Linked DNA regions of Muntiacus reevesi: region 2 is linked to region 1. The links are chromatin contacts, called in public Hi-C maps. All regions are on one chromosome and are shown on one strand. The core of a region is the stretch at or near the end of the contact, and the rest is flanking DNA. Distances in the headings are between cores, read along the strand shown.

Region 1 (6,631 bases), core at 2,055-4,554:
CTCTGCCCAGGTGCCCTCCCCCTCGCTGCGGTCACCTCCAGCACGGCGCAGACCCGGCCGCCAGCCAGCATCTGCAGCAGTTGTGTGAGGTGGGCGAAGCACTCCGGCGTGGCCAGCATCTGCCCCTGCAGCCAGAGCCAGGCGTGAGGAGGGCCTGGCCCGGGGCCCAGAAGCCCTCTAAAGCCAGGCCAGGCCCTCACCTCGGGATCGCCGATGGCTGAGTCGAATCCTGCAGAGACTAGGACCAGCTCAGGGTCGAACTGCAGGCAGGGCCCGGTGGGAAGAGAAAGAAAAGCAGCTGGAGCAGAGGCAGAGGGGAGGCCCCTCCAGAGAGACCCTCCTAACCCCCAAGAGTCCTGTTCCACGCTGGTGGGGAGAGGGGAGCCTCTGGGCACCGAATACCCCTCCCCTCCTGCCTCCAACCCCTCCAGAGTCACCTCAAAGGCCAGGGGCAGCAGCACGTGCAGGAAGGCGGCCACGTAGTCGGCATTTCCCATCCCGACCTGCAGTCAAGAGGCGTCAGAGCAGCCCTGCCAGGAAGCACTGCAGGGTCTTCAACCCCAGGCCTGGCTTCTGGGGGTGGTTCTGGCTGCACGCCCAGGGCTACACACGGCTTAGGGGTAACGTAGACTGGGTGAGGGGGGTGGTGGCCAGTACCTGGTTCCAGGGCAGGTTAACAGTGAAGCCAAGGCCCCGCCCCCGTCCGACAGCATCAGCATCTGACTCCCGCAGATGCGGCCAGAAGTGTCCGTGCTCGTAGCGGTGCCAGGAGAAATAAAGGACGCTGCAACAGCCAGCCGGGGTCAAAGGTCAGAGGTCACCCCCCCCCCAGCCTCAGGGCTCCTGGCAGAACCCTGACCCCAGCCCCCAGCCGCTGAGCACACAGCTGTGTCTCCCCTCTCAGGCCAGGCTCAGCCTGAAAAGTGGGGTGGCAGGGAGCCCCCCGCTTACCTGGGGTCATCCTCGAAGATATACTGGATGCCCTGACCATGATGGACATCCCAGTCAACGATGAGGACCCTGGGACAGACAGTTCTGGGGTGATAAGGGTCAGGGCCTCCCACTCCTGGCCAGGAGCCAGGCCCAGGATGGGAAGAGGTCCCTCCGTCCCCGCTCCGCGTCTGGCCTGGGCCTTACCCTGCAGCCGGACTGACACAAACCTGCGCAACCCGTGCTGCTGCTGGGCGTGTTTGGCTGCTATGGCTACGTTGTTGAACACGCAGAATCCGTTGGCAGTAGCCCTCTGGCTGTGGTGTCCAGGAGGCCTGCGGGTGAGTGTGGGGCAGGTCAGGGTCACTGTGCCTTCACAGGGCCCCCAGCAGGTCGGGGGGGTGCCGCGCTCACCTCACCAGGGCGAGCCCGTTGCGCACAGCTCCCGTCAGCACCGCGTCCACCAGCTGCAGCGCAGCCCCCGCGGCCAGCCGGGCACAGTGGAAGGTACTCTGCGGGGGAGAGGTCCAGGTCAGCCCCCGGCCCCCCACTCCTCACAGGCTCGACCAAGGCCTGTGCCAGGTTACAAGGCACCATTCCCGGGTACCTGCAGTGGCAGCCAACAGGGCACAGCACATGGGAGTGCCGGCCGTGAACAGGCACAAGTACCGGATGTGTGACTGGGGGGCGGGTCAGCCAGGGCACGCACCGGATGGAGGTAGACGGCATCGTACTGCTTGGACAGGGCCTGGAGCTCCCTGGTGCCCAAGGCCTGGGTCCCCCGCAACAGCGCCACATACTCGGGGCTACAAAGAGGCAGGCAGGCAAGGCAGGGTCGCCAGGAGAAGCAGGTAGAGGAGAGAGGGACTGCCCGCCTCATTGCTCCTTCACCTACCCCCACAACGGGGAAACTGAGGCTTGGGGGGAGGCTCTATGTGCCGGAACAGCAGGCTTGGGCAGCCCCAGCCTTCTAGGGCCGTGGCCCGCCCCCCATCTGACCTGTGCACCAGGCCCAGCTCCGCCTCCGAGGCCTCGCGGGCTGCCAGTCGCAGACACCTTTGCTCCAGACCTTGCTGCTGCAGACACTCCAAGGCAGTGGTCAGGCGCTCAGGACACTCGATCTCACACTCAGGGCTGAGTGGACAGAGAGCTCAGCGTCCAGAGCCTCTGTCTTCACCCCCCACCTTTCCCTCTGCCAGGCCCCACATACTCGTCCCAGAGCAGCCGGGCGGCTGTCATGTCCTCGTGGTACACAAGTGCGGTCCCCATGGCCCGCCGGGGGTCACTGTAGGCCACTCAGGGTGGGCAGGACCCAACGATCCCGCTTACAGGCAGATCAGTGCGCCGCCCGCCCCTCGTGGCAACCCCAGGGAGCAGCCAGGGGAGCCACTGGGGCCTGGGCGGGATCTCAGGAAGCCCAGACGGGGAGGCCCCAGGTCCAGCTGGCGCCACAGCCAGGCCGGGGTCGCCCGGGTAGCTCCAGAGCCCTGGCTTCCGTCTCGTCCCACGTGGGGCTGCCCCAGTCCCCGCCCCGACGCAGCAGAGCGGGCCCAGGCCTGAGCCCCTCCGGCTCCGCGCGCCTCCCTTCCCGCCGGCGGCGGCTCCCCATCCCCCCTCCCCCTCCCCCGGCGCCGAGGGCGGGCTCTCTGCCTCGCGCCCTGCGGAAGTCGGAGCGGCCGGGTGCGGAGCCGGACGGCCAGAGTGCCCAAGCTCCGCGGGCTGTCGCGGCGGCGCCACGCGAGTCTGCGCCCCCCGCCCGGGGCCTCCTCCAGGCCAGCCCAGACCCCGCGCCGCGGCTCAGACACAGCGGTTGCCCACCGCCGCCCCGCGCTGCCCGAGGCCCGGCTGCGAGAGCGCAGGGAAAAGGGAAGGAGCGAGGCGATGAGGAGCCTCGCCCCGGGAAGGGGGCCAGGACTCAGGCCGAGAGGGCTGCAGCGCAGAGCTACGCCCCAGGCGCAAGAAGTGTCCGACTGAAGCTCCGGGAAGACCCCCGGCCGGAAAGCGGGGGACTCGGGGGCTCAGGACTGTGGCCGAGAAGCCGGACAGGCGCAGCACCGAGTGGGGAAAGCGAGGGAGGAGACCAACAGAGGGGTGTCTCCCGGCCTCAAACCGAGAGCTTCGGGGGACTGAGCCCGTGGGGGCGGGCTGTGGGCCGGGCCTGGAGGGCAGACTTTCTGAGGCGGTCTCGGGTCGGGGCGAGATGGCTGGGCCTGCGAGGGCTGGTCTCCGCGGCGGGAGATCTGGAGGCGGGGCAAGGGCCCGGGGCAGGCGTGCTCGCTCCCGTCCTCGGTTGCTGCAGCCGTACGGGGACGACCCCCACGGCGGGGCAGCTGTAGAGGGAGGCCTTGCACTGCCCCGCGGCCCTCGGCCTGCTCGAAACGCCCCCGTCCCGGTAGGGGTGCTTGCCGCGTGGGCCCCTGGCCGCCGCCGGCTGGGGAAGGCGTGCCCGCCCCGGAGCCAATCAGAGCAGCTCGGAAGCCGCGAGCCGACAGGCCGTCCCGCGCACGTGGTCGCCGAGGCGGGGCCCGCGGCCGCCCGCCCCGCGGAGATGGCTGAACGCTTGCGTCACAGACGCGGGCGGCCTGGGCGGACGGCGGTATCCACTGTGGTCACTTGTCTTGACCGTATATATTCGGCTGAACCAGCTGTGCGCGAGGCCGGGAGAAGGAAGACCGGCGGATCGCGCCTTGCGCGCACCTGCCTAGGGAAACTGGGGAGGAGCCCCAGGGTGGCCCCTGACCCGTCGGCGAGTCCTCTACGGCCAGCAGAGGGCGCCGCGGGCTCACCCGCGGCTGCAGGGTACTGCCGGGCCTGCGACAGGAAGCGGAGCGCAGAAACCACCTTCTGCTAAAGCTCAGGCGTCTCAGAGGCCCCTGAGAAGCCGCCAGCGTCTTGCATGACCCTCCCGCCCACGAATCTGGCCTTGGAGAGTGCGGGAACCCCAGATACCGGGGACTGACACCCGAGTTGGACCTTGACCCTCTCACCCCTGTCAGGCCCTGCCCTGCATCTGGCTCCAGGCTCTAAGCTTAGAGGAAGGAAATGGCAACCCACTCCAGTATTCTTGCCTGGAGAATCCCATGGACAGAGGAGCCTGGCGGGCTACAGTCCATGGGGTTGCAAGCGGTCGGACAGGACTGAGCAACTGACTACACAACCACCACCGCGCAAGAAGGCCGGGGCCAAACCCCGCCTCGGGGGCTCCAGGCCTGAGGCTCCCTGACACAGGTTGGGGGGTCAGCTTTGTGGCCGGGGAGGGAAGGGTTGCCCAGGCCCAGTGGCTCAGGGTGGGGAGAAACTCCCAGACCAGCCTCCTTATTCCAAACACAAACCTAAAGGTGGAGCTCCAGCCCAGGAATGAGAAAGTGAAGCAGAGTGTGACCTACAAAAGGGTTTATTTCCTCCAGCCGAGGGGCCACACCATGTGACCAATGTACATTCCAGGCTGGGGGTGAAGAAGCGTCCACACGAACACCCTCAGGAGACGCATCCCTGAGTCGGCATCCTGTCCTTCCTTCTCAGCACAGTTCAGAGAAGGCAGGGTCAGAGGCCAGGACTTGACCCCAAGTCCTGTCCCACCCCACTGGCTCTGAAGCTTCTGGTGCGTCCTGGGGACAGGGACCGCTGCTGGCAGGCTCAGAGCCCAGCCCCAGGTCAGGTGGGCATCCTGTCCAGAAAGTCCAGATGCTCCTCCAAGGTTAGGCTGAGATGGGGTCTGCGAGCAGAGGAACAGGCTTCCAAGAGAGGTTCCGTGGAGTACAGGGGCTCCCGAGACTCCAGCCTCAGCCAAGGTCACAGTGGCAGACGGGGTCTCCCGTCCAGGTGGAGCCCCAGCCAGGGCCCAGGCGTCTTCACAAGGCTGTCTCCTTGGAGACCTTGGCCCCCAGCTGCCGGGGAGGCTTGAAGCTGAGCACCTCTTTATATGTGACACCTGGGGCCAGAAGGACAGTCACAGGAGAAGGAGCCCACCACCCATCAGACAGCTCCACGGTGCATACCAAGCTACGACACCAGTGACCCAGACCAAGTGCTCGCCCGGGCCAGTGACAGCTCCTGAGATTCCACTCGGGGTGGGCATGGGGAAAACGCCCGGGCCCAGAGCACAGGTCACTGACCTCGGGGCTCACTGCCCCCTAAATTACAGTCAGAGATCACTGCCAGGGCTTAGGCACCAAGGGAGCTTCCCACATGTGCGAATCCATCTGTATCCATCCCCAGGGACTGTCCACCCTGACGGGACTCCTGTAGCCCACACACGCAGCCCCCAAAGTGGCTCTGGCCCCACAGCCTGCCTCAGTGAACAGAGGATGTTGCGGGCACATAAACCAATGTGTTCACTCAAGTGGAGCTACTCAGGGTCCCACCAGGGCCTTCCAGCTTCTGAATGCAGAACATCTATGAAGCCTCAAACGAGAGTGAAGTTCCCACTGAGCACCTGCATCTCGGGCTTCCTCGCCGGTCCCCATGTTCCCTGCACCATGCCCAGAGCGGGCGGTCCCTAGGGAGGGGGCGCTGCTCCACCTCTCCCAGCGTGCCCACACTCACCAGGCCGGCAGAGCGCCCGTCTGGGGGACCACTGGGGCTCCCGGAGCCCATTCAGAGGACCATGACTCAACAGCATGTGGTCTGTGTGGTTTGCCCAGTGAGTGGCACGGTTGTGTTCCCACCCGTGGGGTGACTCCCAGGCCATCCGTCTGACCTTCACGCAGGGCGGGGCCAAGCCACACGGGGATGGTCAGTGTGGAGAAGCCCTTGCTGAAAGGCTGGCCTTTCCCAGGGAGACAGGAAGTAATGAGCTTAAATACCTGACCGGGGCTTTAACCGCAAACATGGTCTGTAGTAAAAGCAAAAGTTCTTACTACAGTTTGGGGCGGGAACCACAGACAGGATCCTATGGCCTGCGGTTTTGGGTTTTCTGGTCTTTTTTTAGCAACAGAAAACTTACAAGCACAAAACCCAGCACAGAGAAAGGTGCAGCCCCCGCTGGCAGCACCGAGAACCCAGGGACTCAAAGGAGCTTCATGTGAGCGGCACAGCCATCCGGCCCCGCCCCACCCTCCGCGTCCAGGACCACAGCGCTGGCCTGAGGCTCGGCCAGGACAGGGCCTTGGACAGCAGCCACCAGGCCCGCAGCTCCAGCGGCCCTATGCTGCCCTCAGCTGGGTCCCCACTCCCTCCAGGGGCCTGAAGCCACAGAGAGACCACGTGCTGGACGAGGCCCGATCCAGCGTGGGGCGTCAGGGACCTGGTCGGGGGGGGCGGGCTGGGGACCACGCAGGTGACCCTGAGCCCAGCCTCAGGCTGAGCAGCCCTCAGAGACCAGCAGAGCCCTCGGTCTAGGGACAGCCAAAGCAAAGCCTGGCGGCGCAGAGCATGAATGGGGGTGCTCAGTGGGCTGGAGGGGACGGGCAAGGGGTGCTGAGGAAGGTGGGGGGCAGACGGGCTGCCTGGCGTGGACCTGACCCTGCCGGCAGGACAAGGGTGCTGTGTGACTGTGTGGTAGGAACGGTCTTGAAGGGGCAGGAGATCCAAGAAGTATGAGCAGAGGCCTGGGGAGGGGTTCCGAGGGGCTCCGGGGCAGCCCGGGCCCTGGCCCAGACGTGCACGGGCATGCTGGCTGCTCCGGGCGCCAGGAGAGGCCCAGTGCCTGGATGTGCCCTCTGACCTCCTGCTGCGCTCCTCGCTGAACCTGCATCCCGGG
Region 2 (6,631 bases), core at 2,861-5,360, 200 kb after region 1:
GCAGGCCCGGAGCCCGGCACGGGGTTCGCGCCCTCGGCAGTGTGTCTCTTGAGCACTCTTCCTTCCCCCAGCGCTGGGCCTCCCTGCTGCAGCTCCAGGGCACCTCCCTCCCCGTGTGTCTCGACTGGGGGAGGGTGCGCGTCCTCCACTCTCCTGTGTCTGCTTGTGCTCTGTGCTCAGGACACCCCAGACCCCTGGCAGGGCCTGGACCCCTTCGACTCCCCGGATTCTAAGCCTTTCAGGAAAGGTAACGCAGAGGGTATGGCCCCTGGGCACCAGGGGTGGGGGCTGGGCTCACCTGGCTTGAGTGGAGTTTGGGGCTCCAGGGCCTGTGGGCACGGAGACGGCCCTGGGCTGTGGTTGTGCTCCGGGACTGCCTGTCTGCCCCCAGGTAGGCCCTACTCTGTGCCCCCCCGCGTGGAGGAGGCGCCAGGACAGAAGCGTAAGAGGAAGGGTGCTGTCAAGCTGCAGGACTTCCACCAGTGGTACCTGGCTGCCTGTGCGTGGGGCCCGGGGCCGGGTGTGGCTGTGGGCCTCGGCTTGGCTCCTGCTGACCCTGTCTTTTTGCAGATGCCGACCACGCTGACAGCAGGAGGTCCCGGCGAAAGGGCCCCTCCTTCGCAGGTGAGCCTGGGGCCTGGGGCTCTTTGAGGGAGGCTGACCCCACACTGTACCGCCCTCCTCAGCCTGGGGAGGCCGGAGGCCGAGTGGCCTCGAGTGGGCTGGGGCAGGATGAGGGAGCCCCCTCATGAGGCTTGTGTGCGCAGACATGGAGGTTCTGTACTGGAAGCATGTGAAGGAGCAGCTGGAGACACTCCGGAAGATGCAGAGGAGGGAGGCAAGTACCGGCCACTCGGGACCCTGTGGGGCCTGGTGGGAGATAGCAGTGCCTCTGAGGGGCTCTCTCTGCACAGGCGGCTGAGCGATGGCTGCCAAGGGCTGAGCAGGGGCTGTGGCCCGTGGAGGAGGACCGCCTGGAGGACTCGGTGGAAGACCTGGGAGCCGCAGGTGGGGGCCTCCGGGGGCAGGCCGGGGTAGGGTTCAGTGCCCGCCGCAGCCTAACCGGCCTTTTGCTTGGGTGCTCCCTTCTCAGCAGATGACTTCCTAGAGCCCGAGGAGTACGCAGAACCTGAGGGGGCAGAGCCCGGGGACGATGCAGACATGGGTAGGTCTGGGAGTGGGCTGCAGGCCCAAGGGGCCCCCGAAGACGGGAGGAAGGAGAGAGTGAGGTTCACGGCCGCACTTTTGCAGAAGCGGAAGCCATGCCAGCATCTCTGCGCTATGAGGAGCTGGTCCAAAAGAATGTGGTAGGCCCAGGTCAGAGTGGGGGGAGCTGGGCAGGGTGGGGGCAGGCCCTGCACCAGCTGGTGGCCCCTGGTCCTCCCCCAGGAGCTCTTCGTCACCACCTCGAAGCAGGACGTCTTCATCACCACCTCGAGGCAGGAGCTCGTCCAGGAGACAGAGCTGAAGCAGCACATCAGGGGCTGGGAGGACGCTATCCAGACCCTGCTCCAGGAGCAGGTGAGGTGGGCCGGGTGGGGCCCCTGGCGGAGGATGGCGTCCCCGCGACCTGCCTTGAACCGGCCCCTCCCCCGCAGGAGGAGCACGTGCCCTTCGACATCCACACCTACGGGGACCAGGTGGTCTCCCGCTTCAGCCAGCTCAACCAGTGGTGCCCCTTCGCCAAGCTGGTGGCGGGCCAGCCTGCCTTCGAAGTGTGTCGCTCCATGCTGGCCTCCCTGCAGCTGGTGAGCAGCCTGGGAGTCCGGGAGGGAGGTGGTCCTGGGCCTCTGCTGACGCTTTGTGCCCCACAGGCCAACGACTACACAGTGGAGATCACCCAGCAGCCGGGACTGGAGGCGGCTGTGGATACCATGGCCCTGAGGCTGCTCACACACCAGAGGGCCCACAAGCGCTTCCAGACCTACGCCGCCCCCTCCACAGCGCAGCCCTGAGCGGGGGCGCTGCGGCCAGGGCTGGGCCCCAGAGCCCGGCCCCCGCGGATACCGCGTGCGCGTCTGCTCGGTTTGCTTTCCTTCCTGGCTGGCCCAGCCTAATAAAGTGTTGCCATCCCACCAGTCCCTTAAAAAACAAAAACCTTTACAGAACCGTTGTGTGTAGGGGAGATGGCTGTCTGTCCCCTGCACCCCAGGAAGCAACCAGGCCCCCAGCCCCCTTCCCGCCATGGCCTCAGGGGCTGCTGGTACAGATCTCCCGCACAGGGCTCCGTCACAGCCTTTTAATGACCCGGATTAGCACAGGACGCTGCGGAAGGCAGCCATGTGGCGCCGCACGCTGTCTGAGATCTGCTCGGCCGACCTGGCCCTGCTGTAGTAGTCCGTGAAGAGGCCGTCGGGGCTGAGCAGGTAGATGGCGACGGAGTGGTCCACGATGTAGTCCTGGTCTTGGTCCTTGGGGCCGGCGCTGTAGTACACGCGGTAGCTGCGGCTCACCTGAGCGATCTGGTCCGCGGAGCCAGTCAGGCCTAGCAGCCGTGGGTGGAAGTCCTGCACGTAGCGGGCCATGGCAGCCACGGTGTCCCGCTCGGGGTCCACGGTGATGAAGAGGGGCTGCACAGGGGGCAGGCCGGGCTCCGCCTCCAGCTGCCGCACCACCTGCACCAGCTTCTCCAGCTCGTCGGGGCAGATGTCAGGGCAGTGAGTGAAGCCGAAGTACAGCAGCACCCACTGGCCCCGGAAGTCAGCTTTGCAGCGCATCTGGCCCTGGTGGTCCAGTAGGCTGAAGTCGCCCTGGCCCACAGCAGCCTGCCGCAGGGCCTCTGTCCGCTGTTGCTGCTGCCACCGCTCCTTCTCGGCCCTCACGGCCAGCCAGGCCCCACCCAGTCCAGCCCCAATCAAGGCTGTGACGAGCAACCTGGTTCGCAGGCCAGGACCCTGGGGCTGGCCCTGCCTGCCTGTCTCTGCAGGGCTCGGCGTTGAGAAGAGCTGGTATCTCACATGCTGGGCCTTGCCTCCTGGGGTCCCAGGGAGGGCCAGAGGCTTGAGTTGAAAGAGCCTGTGCCAAGCTTTGGGAGCCCGAGTCAGCAGCAGCATGGACCTGATGCTTCTGGGAAGGAGCAAGAGTGTCAGGAGCCAGAAGTGACCCCATCATTCAAGAGATCCCTGACTCCACCTGAAGGACCAGCCCTACACAGGCTCTGCTGTCAGCAGCTGCTCACCTACCACTCACCTGGGCTCAACTGCCTCACCTCTGAAACCTCAAACTCCAGTTTAGGCATCGTCAAGCGTTCACTGCTTGTCCCTCTTGTTCTTTAGCCTGAGGGCCTCAGTCTCCCATCCCCCCCGGCCCTAGCAGCTCTTAACAGCTCAGTCGTCGCCTGTATCTGAAAGCATTCCATGCACACGCCTCAGCCGGATTCCTGGGCATATTTATCTGTTTGCAATAAACATCCATTTCTTGAGAGGAGGTGGGTGAATTTCTGGCTTCACCCTCCCAAGATCGCCGCCTCTGGCCCTTCTGAGGCCACTCCCGCCACAGTGCTCTAGCCCCTGGCCCCGCGGAAACCTTGCGCCACACACGCCGCAGACTGCAGCGCTCCGCCTGGCCCCTGGCCCCCAGCCCCCGCCAGCCTCTCGCACGTACACTTCCAACCTGCAGTCGGCCCGGAAGAAAAGGTTTCTACTTGCTTCGAGCCCACTCTTCACAGCCAGGTACCCGACGGCAGCTCTGAACTCATGTCCTGCCGCGGCTTCGGTGACCTCTGTGCCTTTCTCAGGGACCTCTGGAGGTTTGCCAGGTGGAGGTATTAGAACCGCCCCCCCCCCTCACCTGTTCAGGTGCTCCTGGGAGGACCCTCTCGAAGACTCCTAAACGTCCGGCCTCTGCCCGTCCGACAGTTCCTCGGCTGCACGACCTTGGACACGTCCCTTAGCCTGTTCACACCACCTTCCTCCCTTACAAAACGTGCTCCATGTTGTGCACAAGGTGAGCCTGCAAACCCAGACGTTTCCAGCCCTTCTCCTCCGGAAGCCCCTTTCACAGAAGCCTCCCGGAATGCGCCTCGCAGGTGCTCCCCCAGCGCCCCAGGGTCGGGGCGGCAAGTCTCGAGATGCTACCTGGGAGGCACCACGGGCCACCCGCCCAGCTCGACGTCAGCGCGCATGTGTCAACGACGCCGCGCTCGCGCAGACGGCCGTGTGCGCGTGCGCCAAAGGCGGAGGTCCGCCGGAAGTTACATAAAGAGGCGGGGCTTCCTCCGCGGTCCTGCCCTTCCGCCGTCGCCGCGTTTGCTCGGCGACGCCCCCAGTCGCCGGATGTGGTTCCCTGTCGCCGGGTGTGGTCTCCGCCCCGCTCCCTAGGCTGGCATGCCTGCGCGCGCACGGCTGCAAGCCTCTCGGGCTTCGTTGCTGCGTCCAGCGGGCGCGGGGGCAGAGGGCCGTGAGCAGTTGGGCCTGGGATGGGGTCTCCGGGTGTAGGGCTGAGCCGGGACGGGGGCACCTCTCTTCTTCCCCTCCCGGAGCGCGGTGACCCCCAGGCCGTCCAGGAGCAGCCCCGTTTCCTTACTCCAGGCTGCTGCCTACGGCGGGCTGTCCGTAGCGGTCAGAGCGGCGGCCCCGCGCCAACCTGCCGAGACTCGCCCCGCGTCCCTTCAAATTGCAGCCCCTGATGTACCCTCGATTGCCGGTTCCCTTGGAGAGGGAGTTACAGAAGGCTTGGGAGGGAGCGGGAGACACCTGGAGCGGCCGTGACTGACCTCAGCGGTGGGGGTCAGGAAGAGCTCGCTCGGCGGGAGGGCCCTGAGAGTTTCCCCAGACCCGGGAACAGGTCGGTCTTGCTCGGATAAAGGTTACCGGGTGGGAATGGAGTGGGGAGGCTGGATCTTGGTCGCGGCAGGGTAAGACTGGGCTGCTGAGATACTGAGGGTCAGGCTACCGAGTTAGAGAAGAGGATTCGGGCTACATTAATAGATCCGTGCCAACAGAGAGGCCACAGTCACACGGGGACCTCTGTGGAGAGGCTCCATAGGCTCCAGGGCCTGTGCCGGCTAGGGACTGCGGCCTCTCTGTACTTCTGCCTGCCATCTTTGCAGACGGGCTGTCCACTGCCTTCTTACTGAGGATGGGGGCTATGTGTGGGCGGCTAAGGGGTCTGCAGGTGATGGAGATCCTGGAGCTTCCTGGGAGATGTGGGGGAGGCTGACGCTCGGATCAGTCATGAGGGACCGGGGACCCTGAACATGGAAGGTCAAGTGCCCTGTGAGATGGGATGACAGGTGCATCAGTCAAGTCACCCTCTTGAGTGGGTGGTCAGGCATCCTGTTATGTGGGACACTGATGCTGGCTTTGGGTCAGATCACCTGTGGTTGTATGTTCATAGCTCAGGAGTCTTTAACACGCAGGAGGCAAACCCTGGTCAGGTCATCAGTGATGAATGGCCGGCTGTTGATGGTGGCTGTCACATCTCTTGCTTCCTCCAGGAACCCATCTGCAGGAACCAGCTTCCTGACCCACAGTACAGCACCAGCAGCCCACTCATTCCTGCAACCCTTGTATCTGGCCAACCTCCCCTGCAATAGGACTCCCGGTGACTCTCAGTTGCCTCTGATCAGTGACCCCATTACTGACCCTGACCAAGGACTCATCAGCAACCTTGACAGATGTCCAAAATCATGACCAATGACAGGACTGATTCTGATAAGTTCTCACTAGTGGCCCATCAAATATATGGATCAACATTCTATGACCCAGTAATGATTGATCAGAGGCCCATCGGTTATTTAGACCAAGTCCCTATTAGTGACTTTATCAAATTTCCATTGATGGTCTTGACCAAAGTCCAATGACCCATGAATAACTGATCAATATCCTCCCTAGTGATCCTTCAGAGATTCTGGCCTATGTTTTCCATCAATAACTGAGATCGATGACCAATTAGTATTCTGCCTGTACCTGCTCTGGTTTCTGGGTAACAATGAATTCATGAATAGACTAGTTTATACAAGGTACCCCCATGTACCCCATTATCACATCTGTTGCTAACTTATACAGGCTAGGCAAGGATGCTGAGTACACCTGCAAAGTCACCTCCCCACCCCCATATTTCTCCTCACCATCCCTGGTTAGGCCTCAGCTGGAGTTAAGCATTTACTGGTTTTTCCAGTAATTGTGTATGGATGTGAGAGTTAGACTATAAAGAAAGCTGAGCACTGAAAAATTGATGCTTTTGAGCTGTGGTGTTGGAGACGACTCTCGAGAGTCCCTTAGACAGCTAGGGGATCATAGCAGTCAATCCTAAAGGATATCAGTCCTGAATATTCATTGGAAGGACTGATGAAGCTGAAGCTCCAATACTTTGGCCACCTGATTCAAAGAACTGACTCATTGGAAAAGACCCTGATGCTGGGAAAGATTGAAGGTGAGAGGAGAAGGAGACAACAGAGGATGAGATGGTTGGATGGCATCACCAACTCGATACATAGGAGTTTGAGTAGGCTTCGGGACTTGGTGATGGACAGGGAAGCCTGTCATGCTGCAGTCCATGGGGTTACAGAGTTGGACACGACTGAGTGACTGAACTGAAGCTGAACTGAGCAGTGTAGTGGGTGTCCAGCTGAAGAGGGAATGGAAAATAAACTGTCCTGGTGCTTATTGCTAGGGTCACAAGTCTGGGG

The links. Hi-C and Micro-C count contacts between places; a contact is called where the count stands out from the background.
Region 2: a Hi-C map of muscle shows a contact between it and region 1, with 3 times the contacts expected there. The contact joins the promoter of SCO2 here to the promoter of HDAC10 in region 1. A contact is called at or near these places in 2 of 3 Hi-C or Micro-C datasets (blood and muscle).

What each region holds. Positions count from the first base shown.
Region 1 is chr1:62,987,206-62,993,836 of mMunRee1.1, forward strand. HDAC10 (histone deacetylase 10) reads right to left here and starts at 3,305. Exons shown (of 19, transcript XM_065924458.1): 1 at 2,141-3,305; 2 at 1,930-2,064; 3 at 1,538-1,736; 4 at 1,345-1,442; 5 at 1,161-1,265; 6 at 658-784; 7 at 438-503; 8 at 201-260; 9 at 36-125. The coding sequence starts at 2,199. MAPK12 (mitogen-activated protein kinase 12) reads right to left here. Exons shown (of 12, transcript XM_065945769.1): 12 at 4,317-4,861. The coding sequence ends at 4,782.
Region 2 is chr1:63,189,960-63,196,590 of mMunRee1.1, forward strand. SCO2 (synthesis of cytochrome C oxidase 2) reads right to left here and starts at 4,111. Exons shown (of 2, transcript XM_065945981.1): 1 at 3,790-4,111; 2 at 2,253-3,063. The coding sequence starts at 3,053. The coding sequence ends at 2,253. It overlaps LOC136175798 (a long non-coding RNA gene), which reads left to right and starts at 4,240. Exons shown (of 4, transcript XR_010664458.1): 1 at 4,240-4,785; 2 at 5,438-6,375. NCAPH2 (non-SMC condensin II complex subunit H2) reads left to right here. Exons shown (of 20, transcript XM_065945971.1): 11 at 181-247; 12 at 392-499; 13 at 571-624; 14 at 768-838; 15 at 915-1,008; 16 at 1,097-1,165; 17 at 1,252-1,307; 18 at 1,390-1,521; 19 at 1,599-1,748; 20 at 1,815-1,963. The coding sequence ends at 1,955.